Regions from separate parts of the Rattus norvegicus genome. Here region 1 is linked to region 2. The links are chromatin contacts, called in public Hi-C maps. All regions are on one chromosome and are shown on one strand. Each heading gives the region's core, a stretch centred on a gene start, on an enhancer-like site or on the middle of the called end of the contact. The rest is flanking DNA. Distances are from core to core; before and after follow the strand shown.

Evidence for each region. Hi-C and Micro-C count contacts between places; a contact is called where the count stands out from the background.
Region 1: a contact with region 2 is called in a Hi-C map of the A7r5 cell line, with 4 times the contacts expected there. The contact joins two enhancer-like sites. A contact is called at or near these places in 3 of 12 Hi-C or Micro-C datasets (the A7r5 cell line, mammary epithelial cells and psoas muscle) and 1 of 1 datasets of contacts at active chromatin or transcription factors (oligodendrocytes).

What each region holds. Positions count from the first base shown.
Region 1 is chr4:46,650,609-46,657,165 of GRCr8, reverse strand. All of the region lies in intron 2 of LOC103692063 (a long non-coding RNA gene), which reads left to right. Among named protein-coding and RNA genes, the nearest start is that of Cav1, 47 kb to the right of the region's middle. Within about 2 kb of position 3,530, at least 10 of the 93 cell types and tissues checked have an H3K27ac peak or open chromatin away from gene starts, as enhancers often do. A contact at or near this core is called in the A7r5 cell line, where this site is marked.
Region 2 is chr4:46,455,161-46,461,755 of GRCr8, reverse strand. No RefSeq gene overlaps it. Among named protein-coding and RNA genes, the nearest start is that of Cav2, 120 kb to the left of the region's middle. Within about 2 kb of position 5,110, at least 53 of the 93 cell types and tissues checked have an H3K27ac peak or open chromatin away from gene starts, as enhancers often do. A contact at or near this core is called in the A7r5 cell line, where this site is marked.

The DNA.
Region 1 (6,557 bases), core at 2,281-4,780, 200 kb before region 2:
CCTGTCTCAAAAGAACAAATAGGACATGACTCCACTTCCGTGAAATACCCGAGCAGACAAACCTGAGGAAGCAAAGCAGAACTGTGGCTGTTCAGGGTTGGGCTAGGGAGCAATGTGTGGAGCTGTTTAATGAAGTCAGAGTTTCAGTTGTGCAAGGTAAGAAGAATTCCAAAGAGTGGTTATCAAACCATGTGAATGTGCTTGCCACTATGATACGGGAATATATTTAACACTATGAATTGTGTACGTAAAATGACTTACAAGATAAAATTACATCATGTGTATTTTACTCTAATTAGAAAGAATGGAAAAGGAAGGAAGAAAAAGTTAGATTATGCTGGGTACACTTTAGGTGACATCTAGGCTTTTCTTTTCCTCAGATCTGAGGGCACAGCAGCTTTGTTGAGATCTGAGGGATAGATTTAGTCATACTACCAATGCTAGCTGGGTCTTGAACTCACAACATTTCCATCCTCCATACCCACTTTGTTAACGGAAGGCATAAGTATGAGGTGTGTGAAGGGCCCTGCATTCCTCAGTAGACACTGACCCGAGGCGTCTGACACTGAGGTACTGATTGCCATCACTGTCTCTTCTGTAACTCATAGTTTTACTCCGATCAGGGCCTAACCCAGGATTTAGGACTACCACGCTGAAGATTGGGCTTCTAGTACTTGATTCTATCTACTGTGGAGGTGGAGATGGCAGACAGAGAGACTGTAGGCCCTAAAAGCATGGATGCAAACAATGAGAACAGCTTCTCGGATGCTCATGGCTCAATGTGCTTCCTACCAACTCCTCCAGCAGTGTGAAAGACAGGTGAGGCAAAGTCGGTTAGGACCTGGTCATGGGTCTTTTGATTGACTTGTGACATCTTCCCCACATGTCAAGCCTTACATGTGCACATGAGCCCGGGTGTGCCTGCCTCTGTACTTGTCCTTCATAACTGGGCTGGATCAAAATCAAGTACTAGCCACTTTCACAATTCCTGTCATATAAAATCCAGTTTGTCTTAGAACAGACAGAACAAAGGAAAAGCACCCATACTGTAACAAAACAAAACAGGACCTCCTGCCCCACTTTTTCATCTAACTCCATACATTTAACCTGTGGGAAAGAACCAGGATGATGACCTTAATGTTTAGCTTTTTCGTGGTTGGTGCGGTGAGCACATACCATCTCCTCAGAGAAATAACGTGTGTGTGTGTGTGTGTGTGTGTGTGTGTGTGTGTGTGTGTGTGTGTGTGTAGATGAGTTATTTATAAGCCCATTAGCATGTAGGATATCCCTTTTGTTATTTTCTCAAAGAGCATCAACTATATACCATAAAAGTAAGGTATCTACCTTTCTGTGAGCCTTCGATGATTCGTTAGTGCTGCTGTCTAGGGAGGAGTTACTGGTGAGAACGAACAGGCTTCTGTGAACAATTCACTCATACTTCTGGGTGCTTCCTGGGACACACATCTTCTACAGTGTCCCTGGAACCTGGCCAGCCGACAGTCACAGAAACCAGGTGTAACAATAGCCTAACTTTACATAATTTGACTTAGACTCCAAGTCCCACAAATGCAAAAGCTACTCTCTCACTTTGTATTCAACTGGAAAAAGAATTTGTCATTTTCATAGGTAACTGTTTTCTACGAAGGTAGAACATGAGTTGGTAGTTTCCTGGTGCTGAAAGACAGAAGGAAATTGCCTGATCTTTTCTCACTTGCTTGGCGGCTAGGAGAGGGATGATTTGAGCAGTGCAGATGTGAAATGGTTGTAGCTCAGATTGGTCGTTAATTGTGCTTCCTGCTCATCACTGAGTCAAGGACCAGTGATGGGCATGTGCTTTGTTGACTACAGCCCAATTTTTCATCCCTGTGAAAGGGTTTTACTGATACACAGCTACTGCCGTTTATATGCCTGCTGGCTATGCTGCCTATGGCTACTTCATGGCTGACCCTGACACAAGTCCTTACGTCCGATGTAGCTCCCAAAGACTATTTGGCTTTGAAACCTTCCTGAGGTTTCAGCCTGAAGACATCTATTTACAGAATTCGGAGAGAATGGGTGGAAAAACATTCACTATCTCTTTAACCTCTTTGGGGGCTGAAGACAAATGTCAAACGGGCTGCCACTTGACTTCCACGTGGTCTCTTGCCGGTTCAGTTCAGTTCTGCAAAGGCTGTTGCCAGCGACACACTAAGTTGATCTCTGGTCAGCACTAAAGCGCTTCTCACTTTTTCAAACACTCGTTTCAAAAAAACAAAGAAAAAAAAACCCGAGAAAACCAAGCTTATGATTTTTAGAACGCGATGGAAATTATAAAATAGGATAGGGTACCATCTGGGCTTGTGTACTAGGAAAAGAGGGCTTGCTAGGGGTCTCCTAGGGGACTTTTCCAGGGCTCTTGTCCTTTAATCAGTCTGTAGGCATGCTTGCTGCTCCACCCCCACCTCTTTTTTCTAATATTTTTTTGGGGGGGGGAACTCTGCTATCCCCTTGAGTCTTATTGTTCCCATGTATTTTTTTAAAGATAGTGACTCAGAGCTTTGCTACAATGAGAAAAACGTTTGGCCTCACAGGGCCTTGCCAAGGCTAGAGACTGTGCCAAGGAGCAGAGTTGGTGCTCCCCCATGCTATACTAAGTGCGAGCCCAGTGGTACGCTTGCTTTGGGCTTGGGCATTTCTCTGTGAAGAGGCTTTTTATGCTGCACGGGCCTTCTCCTCTCTCTTTGCCCTTTGCCCTTTGCACTTTTCTGAGGAATCCTTCTCCTTTGGGTAGGGCCGATGAAGCATTCCTGAATTCCCGGAGGGCAACCGAAGCAATCTAAACTCTTCTGGAGAAGACCTGGGCCCCTTAAGAGACCGTGTTAGAGTGTCTTTCCACTTCCCAGATCTCAAACTAATTCGCTGTGGATCTGGATGGCAGCGGCTTAGCAGCTAAGTGCTGATCTCACAGGAAAAGGACGTTCAGTTCAATTGTGTGTAGACATAAGTTGGGCAGTCCAGCTTAGGGACTAAATCACGGCAATGTGCGTTTCCAGTGACACGAAAATCATGATGGCTTAAAGTCATTTGGACAAAGGATGGAAACAATACTATATTTAAATCAAGAGAAGACCGTCCAGCTGCTTTTAACATTTCTCACTTGCCTGAAGCTGGTGTGATTTGCCTTCCCAATGGTTTCCAAGAGACCTAATCTCCGACTGTTCTCATTATTTATCTTTCCACCATTACTCCAGAAGTGGACACAGATCCCCGTCCTAAAGGAGGACAGATGCCCCAACTGAGTAGGGAAAATGCTGGCTTAGCAGTGACTCATTGTGTGACCATGGAAAATTCTAGTTATAAAGCATGGAAAAGTTAGATTTTCCCTGGAGAAGCATCTCCTAACAGTGCCTCCCACTCATCTGCTCACCCTATATGTCCAGAACTGCCTCTGCAGGAAGGAAGGGAAGCAGGAACATCCTTGACTGTGGTGAGGAGAGGCAAGCTAGCTACAAACAGCTGGGGTAATCCACTTGGGCATTGCCCATATTGTGTTTGTCATGGGTGATTGTTCCATAATGTAAGGCCAGCTGCTGTAACAGAAAAACCCTGACATTTTTGTAGACCAGCTCAGTGGAAATTATTACTCATACAGGAGGCATTCTTGATGGGCGGAGATGGAGGATTATGGCGCAGGCCACTACCGTCTTCTGAGGGCCTGCACTAAGATAGACATTGCCATTTCAGCACCGAAGTTACATAGAGTCTCTTGATTTCTGTTTCTAGCCAAGAGGCAGAGGGCGAGTGGTAGGTCATAGATGAGGTGCTGTGGTTCACATCTAGAAGGAGAACCCATGGTTTCTGTTTAAGTACTAGTACTAGATCTGAGGAACATGGACAATGAAAGACATGCGGGCATAGGAAGCACTAGTGCGTGCCCAGGAGGAAAGCAGAACATCACAGAGGAACTAGTTGACTGGTTTCTGGCATGGTGGCCAAAGTGCATTTCCCAGATTGACAGGTATTAATAGTAGACCCATCATAGGTGCTGGTCGCTGAGGAGTGGATAGTCTGGAATTAACTTGGGAGAACCAAACAGTGATGTGAAGGTCAGAGCCAAAGTACCTAAATGGGTCTAACCAGGGAAGGCCATAATGGTTTCAGGAACAATAGGGTAAAAGCTCAGATAAAGTTTTATTCCTTGGCCGATCCAACCAAATGGAAGGAGTTGTAGTCTGGGAAAGATGTTCTGGATGTGATGTGTAAAGCACAATGCCATCTCATCTGAGAACAAGGAGTTCCTAGGCTGGGAGCTGAATAAGCTGGGTTCTTTCAAGTGAGCGAGATTGAGTAGTACAGCATTACGTACAGCACTTCCTTCCTTCATGAATCCAGGAAGCACAGAGCCATCTTGGAGGGTCCATCTCACTTTATTTTTCACTGGGAAACCTGGTAACCTGTGGACCATGAATCTGCTGTGAATCTGCTATAGTGTGGGTGATAAGCAAGTATATATAAAACTAGCAGGACTCCTTGGTAGCCTTGTGGAATCACCTGGTTCTTCTAATACCCCCCAATAGTGGGGCACTTCCTAGCTGAGAATGTAGGAGTGCATTTGGTTTGGCTATGTCAGTTCAGAGAGTAGAAATGGTCATGAGGGCCTGTGACCCACCAAGCTATGACCAGTTTGGCTGTATTCTTCATTGGGGTGTTAGTGCCCCGAGACTTTCATGCGGTATTGCCTGGCATGCTGTTGCATTTATGCCTCAAGTTACATTATTGTTTCAAATCCCATGTTTAGCATTCAAACATATGATGATTTTGATCTCAAATGTGCCATCAACATGACTCAGAGCTTTCTGGGGAGAAGGATTACAGTTCCCATGTGTTCCTAGCAACAGGAGATGATCGCTGCTTACTAGAGGAACACAAAACTCACAGATGACCAAATTTTCTTACATCTGTTCCCCAATTACACTTACTTGATCTAAGAAACTCTTCACAAGTCAAAAGGAGCAGAAGTGAGCACAGCCCAGGAAAAGAGTGCAATGAGAATTCATGTTGTATTCAGCTATCTTGGAGGGATGTGTGTGCTGTGTGACAAAGAATGAGTTAAAAAATCCATCTCACACTTGGTCTCTACAAGTGCGGAGTGGAAGGTAGCCCTGCTTTGAATCACGGTCATAAAGCGGTTAGCAATATGATTTTATTTTAAAACACAGGATGTGAGTAATGTTGCATTCCTTTCCTTTCTCTGAATAAATTGAACATGGTCCAAGCTATTATTCTGCCCATCTGGTGGGAAGGTCAAATATGACCATGACAGTGTCCTTCATTGTGTCACAGGAAGATCCTACAAACCACAGTTGATGCTTAGTCTACAGAGCTATGTCTTCTCTAAGGATGAAGGCTGGGCTGCTCTCCTATACCATTTAAGGCACTGTAAAGGCTCTTAGGAGTTCCAGCTGAATATCCCCCATTAGGGTCGTATTACATTGTGAGTGTTACAAGAAAACAGGTATAGGCTGTCTGTGCCTGGGGTATCCCTGCACTCTTGTTGTCTTCTCAGCCTTGGAAGACACTCCCAACATTGCTCTCTTGTCTTGCTTTTCCATTCCTTCTGTGCCTCAGAGAATCCTCTCTTTCCACCCTCCCAAGATTCCTTCCAAACACGCCTGTTGGAATAGTGATTGGGAAAAAACAAGTCTACACCAACTATAGATATTATCCCTGCGGTGCAATCAACTTGTGTTGACACAAGCCAGGAAATCAGTGCATAGGAGATGTTTCTAGCTCTACCTCTGAAAGCTGTATGTAGGGTGCAAGTTTACAGAGGGATTGTTTGTGTGCATTCATTCATTCATTCAAATAGGAATCACTGTGTGGCAATCATCATCCTATAATCTATTCCTTCTTTGTCTAAAATGGTAACCATAAACCACACTAGTTGAGCCAAATACAAATTAGTACAGATAAACAAACTTAATTTTTTCTTGTACTAGTTGTATTTCTCGCATACAATAACCACACTTGTCAATAGCACTGACTCGTGACTCAAAGGCAGAGACATCAGAAGCCGTTGTTCTAAAAATGTGAACATAGGTATAGTCACTACACCTAGTCACAAGGCTATAAAGAGACTAGGTATAGTGCCACTTAGAAGGACTTGTAATTGTGGTGTAGCAACAGAAAACCGTTGTCATGTTGCAAAGTACATTCTGTGTAGTGTATTCTTCAACAGAAGCTCAGATTAAGCCATTATTTTTGACAAGTATGTAATGTGCAAGTTATTAGGATGAATTCTGTAGATACAAAGAGGCCTAAACATTGGTCTCTATCACCCACTTTCCCTAGTAGTTAACAGTTCAATAGAGATAAGAATAAATGTCTCATGATCTTCAGGGCCAGAATAACTTTCTCTGTGTGGGAAAATTATCAGAGAAAAGCACAATTATGTCAATGTCTTCTGTCTTTTTAATCAACACGTACACTTGTTTCTTGAACAACAGAGAATACTTTGATAACTGTATTATGTAATGAGCAATTATTTTTAATTTTGTATTGACAATCTCAAAGTATTG
Region 2 (6,595 bases), core at 3,861-6,360:
GTCTGTTGCGGCAGTGTGCAGTTTTCCTGATGCCTCCCATCTCTCTACCATTTCCTTATCCCTGACTGTAAGCTTCAGTGATGTCTGCAGTGACAACAGCATGGGAAAACCGTAGGCCTAATTCAGAATTTCTTCTTTGAAGGCACATGAGAGAAATAGGATAAACCTCTACCAAAAAATGTTAAGAGCGTGACCTCTACAAGAGTCTCTAACAGAACAAACACAATGCAGACATTTTATCTTATTTTCAGGGGTAAAGCTAGCAGCATTCTCTGTGTAACTCATGTCTTACAAAAGGACCACTCTTTTCCTGCTGTCTAAAACCTTCAGAGATGGAGTTCAGCTAAAATCTTCCCAAACTAATTAAAAAATAATGTAAATCATTTTTTAGCCAAGAAGATAAGAGTAAAAGCTATTAGAAGCTAAGGGGAGGCTTTCACAATAAATGAAGGTGGCTAGCTATAAAAGTCAACAGAAAAGTATGCCTTTCTTCACATTGTCAATAATCAGTTAGAAAGCATGATAACAAGGGAATCATTCATAAGAATATGTAACACAGTCATACCCAGAAATGAATAGAAACTATTGGTAGACTTTAATGGAAGGTCACTTAAAAACCACTTTAAACATTCGATTCTTTCACAGTGAGAAAACATTCATGTTTTAAACAACAAGCAAACACATCAAAAAGACAAGGACTCAGCACTACGGTGCCCATCGGCACCACAGACAGTCATCCAGGAGGATGTGAGAATCACAAGTTAGCTCTCGACTTTGTTTGAATTTTAACATTGGCCCTTTATCTTAGGCCGTGCTACCACTTTGTCTTTTCTAAAAGGAAATTCTTTAAAACGGTCCAGCTACACACACGGGTCACTACACAGAGACTGAGTCTTACATATGACATAATGTAACTTTCATTCTTTGTGCGGAACCCTGATCTCCACCATGCCAGGAAACTTTAATGGGAACTTGGTATTTCTCATGCCTGAGTCATGTCCTCTCACCCAGAATCCTGGAAAAACATTACCCCTGGAAGGTAGTACTCTGTACTCATTTCTAAAGACAGAAATATAACAAGAAAAGGTAATGTCATTTAAACATTAAATTAATAAGTAATTTACATTTTCCTAGAAGACAATGCTGTTTCCATCTGTTAACCCAGAATAATGATTTCCAATTTCCAAGGATAATTCAACTATATTTTTATATTAAATTTGTGTTCATTTAAACACTTATTAGTTGAGAGAGAGTGTGTGTGTGTGCACACACATGCATGTATGCATGCATGTGTTTAATGTGAGTCAGTACCTGCATAGGCCATGATAAGGCATCAAGGTATCTTAGAGTTGGAGTTACTAGGAGTTGCAAGCTGTTCGATGTGCGCACTGGAAACAGAACTCAGATTCTCTGGAAAGGCGAACACTCTTAACTGCTGAGACATCATCTCACCAGCCCTGAGATTTCAGTTCTCTACATCAGAACTTCTAAACCCACAGCTTTATTTGCATTGTTTTGCTTACCTCTGCCCAGCCCTGAGATGGTGTAGCTTGGTTTACCATCATTGGTTACACTATTGTATGAGGACAGCATTGGTATCGTTCTGTCTCAAGTTGTCAAGACTAAGCCGAAAGCCAACCTCCCTGACAATACTATGCTGAATTCCTTTGCTCAGACCCCTCTTGGTTAGTGCTCAGACAAGCTACCTCTGCCTATTCATATGCGTAACCTTGTAAGAAGACCATTGTCCTCCCTTAGAACCCAACAGTGCCATGTCCCATTCCGCAAGGGACTATTGCTCTATGCATTTAAATGGGCTGCATGAAGCTTCTCTGGCTTATGAGCTTCTCATGTAGTCTGCTAATGATAAGTGCAAGTGGTATAAAGGCTATGGGTATATGAGTTGTGACTTCTCCGTATGGCTCCATGGTGGTTTTGTTCAGGGCATATTCTACCGTTCTTCTTGGGCTTAGCGAGCTGTCAGTCATTTAAAACCCAGCCCCCCCCTCCCCCCCCCCCCCGAGACACAAGAAAAACGGCTGTTAGAGGATTTCACCATCAACCAGATAGCGACAGAACCCACATGAAAATCTTCAAATCTAGGTTCCAAGTTAATTTTTTTTAACTTTCAAAGCCTGGTTTTCTTTACAAATTTTAAGGATTTTTTTAAAATTTTTTACACATGGATATTTTGCTACAAGTATGTAAGTACACTGTAAGTGCCTGTGCTTACTTACCAAGCCGACGTCACTTGATATGGCTGAGAGAAATTAGATCAAGCCAGTTGAATGGGCCACAGCACCACTGCGGCTGTGACCATCTTATTGAGAGCAATCAGACCTTTCTATCTTTATCAGAAACAGAGTATAATGGCGATTGTCAGGATTTATACAGTTGTAGTTGCCAGGATACAGCAACATTTCAAACTGTACAGGGTACACAAGATTAATGTGTAAGACCAATTGTCTTGTCAAGCTTTGATGTTTCTTGACTACTAAGAGAACACACAGGGAAACACAAAGCAGCCCAAACCCTTCTCTGCCAGGGGAAGGGAGCACATTAGTCTCTCCAGAACTGGAAGGCACATTTACCCAGTAGCCATGGACTCTAACCTGAAAACTTATGCTAGGCCAGGCCAACTTCATGGTTCCTTGCAGCGTGCTGCATGTGCGGAGTGTCCTTGGAGACCCGAAGAAAATGTCAGATGCCCTGGAATTAGAGTTACAGACGATAATTGTAAACCAAGCCTTATCAGTGCTGAGAACTGAATCTAGGTCCTATGGAAGAGCAGCTAGTGCTGTTAGCCACTGACACACCTCTCTAGCTCTCATATTTTAAATTTTATGTGACAACAGAAGTCACTCCTTTTGCTGCAAGATATTGCTTCAAGAACAAGTCCCCCCTCTCTCGCACCTCCCCCATCCCCATTCCTCTTCACCTCTGAGAAGGAGGAAGTCCATTCTGGGTACCAACCCATCCTGGCACCTTAAATCATTATAGGCTGGACAAGACTCCCTAGTTAGAGGAACAGGCTGGCAACAGAGTAAGGGACAGCCTCTTCCGGTTGCTGGGGAACCCTCATGAAGACCAAGCTGCACATCTGCTACATATGTGCGGGGAAGGGGTCTAGGTCCAACCTTCGTATGCTCTTTGGTTGTTGGTTCAGTCTCTGGGAGCCCCAAAGGTTCCTGTTAGTTGACTCTGTTTGGTCTTTGTATGGAGTCTCTATCCCCTATGGGTTCCTCAATTCAAGAAGTTTGTTCTTTAGTGTTAAACCATCTTTATGTTTAAGACAGAAGGGAATTATTCTAATGGCTGCCAGAGAATGAGGCAGCAGAGCTGAAGAAGCCAGAGCTTGACTGAACACCAGACTTTTTAGTGTCATTTATTTTATATGCTGGTTGCTGGGCCTAGGGAAATACACCTTCTGTTTACACTTGCAAACCGCGCTTTTATCTCTAGATAAAAGTGTAGAGGGGAAGTTGCCAAAATTAACCCACCTTTTGGGTCCAGGCCATGGTTTAAACTTAGATATAAAAGAGATCAAAGAGTTTCCATTCTAATTCAGATAGAAGCCTCACGGCAGTGCAGCTGGGGGCAACACAGACCCTCTGAAACCTTTCTCATTGTGAACCTCTCTCAGATGCTTCCAAGCTGCAAGGCACAAAGAGAGGCAGCCTTGTGTCTGATTTGGAAATGACTGCCTGCCTTCCTGCACCTGACAGAGAAATGCATGTATGGATGTTCGTAGCCTCCTGGGTAGCTCCCAGCTCTTCCTGAAGGCAGGCTGGGGATGAATAGGAAGTTTCTCTCCTGGCCCCAGCAAAGGGGATTCTCTTCCCTGTGTTTCTTGTAGATGAAGTGAAACTATTTGAAGATTTCTCTTATTGGGATCAGAGAACTGTCGTTTTTCTTTATTTTAGTTGTGTGTATGTATGCATAATATATGAATGAGTGGAGGAAATGGTTGACATCAGATCCTCTTCATTCATTTTCTAACCTACTTATTGGATAAGTCTCCCATGGACCTGGAGCTCACCCATTTGGTCAGACTGACTGAACACAGAGCCCCAGGAATCCTCCTGTCTCCACATCCCCAGTGCAGTGTTTGCAGACACGCACTACTGTGCTAGAGTTTCACATGGGGACCTGGGAATCCAAACTCAGGTCCTTGTGCTTGCAAACACTTTGGTGGCCAAGACCTCTTCCTTTTAGCTTTATATTTTTATGTATTTTATTTAGGTTCTGAGCTTTGAAGAACTTCAGAATAGTGGTTCTGGGTGATGAAGTAGGAGAAGTGGGCTCTGAGCATGAATAGGGCCATCAGATATTTATTATCCAAAACAGGGCACTTTTGTGAGCAATGGGCCATGTTTGTAATTGAACCTGAACAAGGGGACTAAACTGAGACCGTCTTAGTGAATCTGGTTGTGCAGCCAATCCTGCACAGGGCACTGGACAATTTCTGGCACCTAGACACTAGTCTATTACTTTTTTCTTGCATGTGACTGGGCATGTTCTAGTCACTCCCTTGGGTTATTACAGATGACCATTCTCTGCCCGTGACAGCAACCTAACAGAAAGAAAAAAAATGGCTAAAAAATTTCCGGATGACTCAGAACACAGACCCTTTGTTAAATAATTCAACTCCAGAACAGAATCTGTAGCAAAGAAAACAGTCCGTACAAAGTCTTTAAAGAAGTCTTTCAATTGATTTTCTTCCTTAAAGGATGCCACTACCCACTATTTACAAAGACAGACTTGAAGGAGAAGCAGTTACCCTGCAGGCTGTTTCGAGCAAAGAGATGAACATTCAGTACCCAGGACACAAACCCGCTGTTGTAGCTGTTTTGCACAGTTGGGGTGTGTGTGTGTGTGTGTGTGTGTGTGTGTGTGTGTGTGTGTGTGTGTGTGTGACTTATTTTTGCCTTCAATCTGCAGCCACATGGCTGTGCTTCCTTTCTGTTTGTTTTCCCACTTCCCCTCTAAATATTTTGCATCATCTGGGAGACTTTGCCAGGCTGAGGTCTGCTCACTGGAGGAGCACATTCCTCTGATCTGTGGCATTAGGTTGTTGCCATGGCAAAGGCTGCTTACCAAGAGGAACACTTCTTAGAAGGGCGATTCCGACCTCATTTCTTCCTCTCCTCCACATACTTGGATACTCTGACACCCACCACAGCCCAGAGAGGGCTTTCTCTAATCATAAACTACGTTCCTGGAACATGAACTTTATTTTGTTTGCCTTTTAAGATACAGAACTATTTGGCTCTGTTTATTTTGTTCCAACTGGGCAGTACCCTCTTGCCAGTTATGACTAATCCTCTTGTCAGGGCTGGAATCTGCTAATAGTTCCTTCCTCCAGGTAAGTCACATCACTCAAACCTGTGAGGCAAAAATGCCACAGAGGCCAAAGGGTGACCCTGTAGTTAACAAAGGCAAGCCACTTTGACTGAGGCCTCTGTTGACCATAAGGATGGTTTGAGGCTTTCTTTTTCTTTTTTTTCTCAAGAGAAAAAAGCTTAGTTCTAACAGGACTGGTTTCCCCTCTCACATTCCTGCAGGGGAGCTCTGCCTGGGGAGAGATAAAGGCTCAGGGTTGACACCCTGATTATGCCTACCTTTCTATTTGTTGTATGTGGACATTGACTCCATCTAATTAATAAGAGCAGGAAACAGTTTTTGTTTTCTCTTCGGAGGAAAACATGAAGTAACGGTTTTATCTTAATTTGTCAGGCCTGGCCCTAGAGACTGCAGTCATGTGGGCCGATGGCCAAAAGCTGTTCTAAGGCCCAGAGCACCAACACCTAAATATAAAAAGAATGCTAATTGGTTTTCCAGCTGAAAAAGAATGAAGATCCCAGTGCCAAAAAAGGCCAGGCTCGATGGAAACCCCAAGTTTACACAATAGAACCTGATTGCAATCTGGGGCCTCTATTTGTGCTCCTATGGAGAGCGAAACAAAAGGAGGGATTTTGCTCATCCGCCTTTGTAGAAAGCCCCGGCTCTAGTGCAGCTTGGTGTTGCACCAGGCTTCCCACCCTGTTCCTGCCAAATCTTCAAGATTTTTCCTGGCTGCCGTTCAGGAAAGTACAGATCTGTCCGTAGCACGGAAAGTTAAAAAGGCTCTGCTTGGATACGCCGAGGATATACAAACACTGCCTGACGTATGGAGCCGGTTGCTCCTGCACAAGCTGCTGCTGGCCTCCTAAGCCACCAGTGGGAGACTTGTAGAAAACATTTTGATGAAATGATTGAAGTTTTAGCAAGAGAAGACTAATAGACATGTTTTCAAAAATTCAGCATGCCTTTTATTTTAATGACTGTGGACCTTCCTTTTCTCATTAGTACACCGACTAACTTTCAAAACGTAAATCATGAGGTGACTGAACTGGGTCACACTGAGGTATCTCCAACTTAAGGGCTGGTTTCATCATCGCTAGATACAGGGCACTAATTACTGTCACGATGAAAGGCACTGACTCTGAGTTACTGTCCCTGCAAGGGGCCTGACCTGAGGCTCCAACGCAGACTTACTAGTTGGCAGTCTTCATCCTGTGAGTCTGGGAGAGCCTCACCAATGAAAGTGTGACGA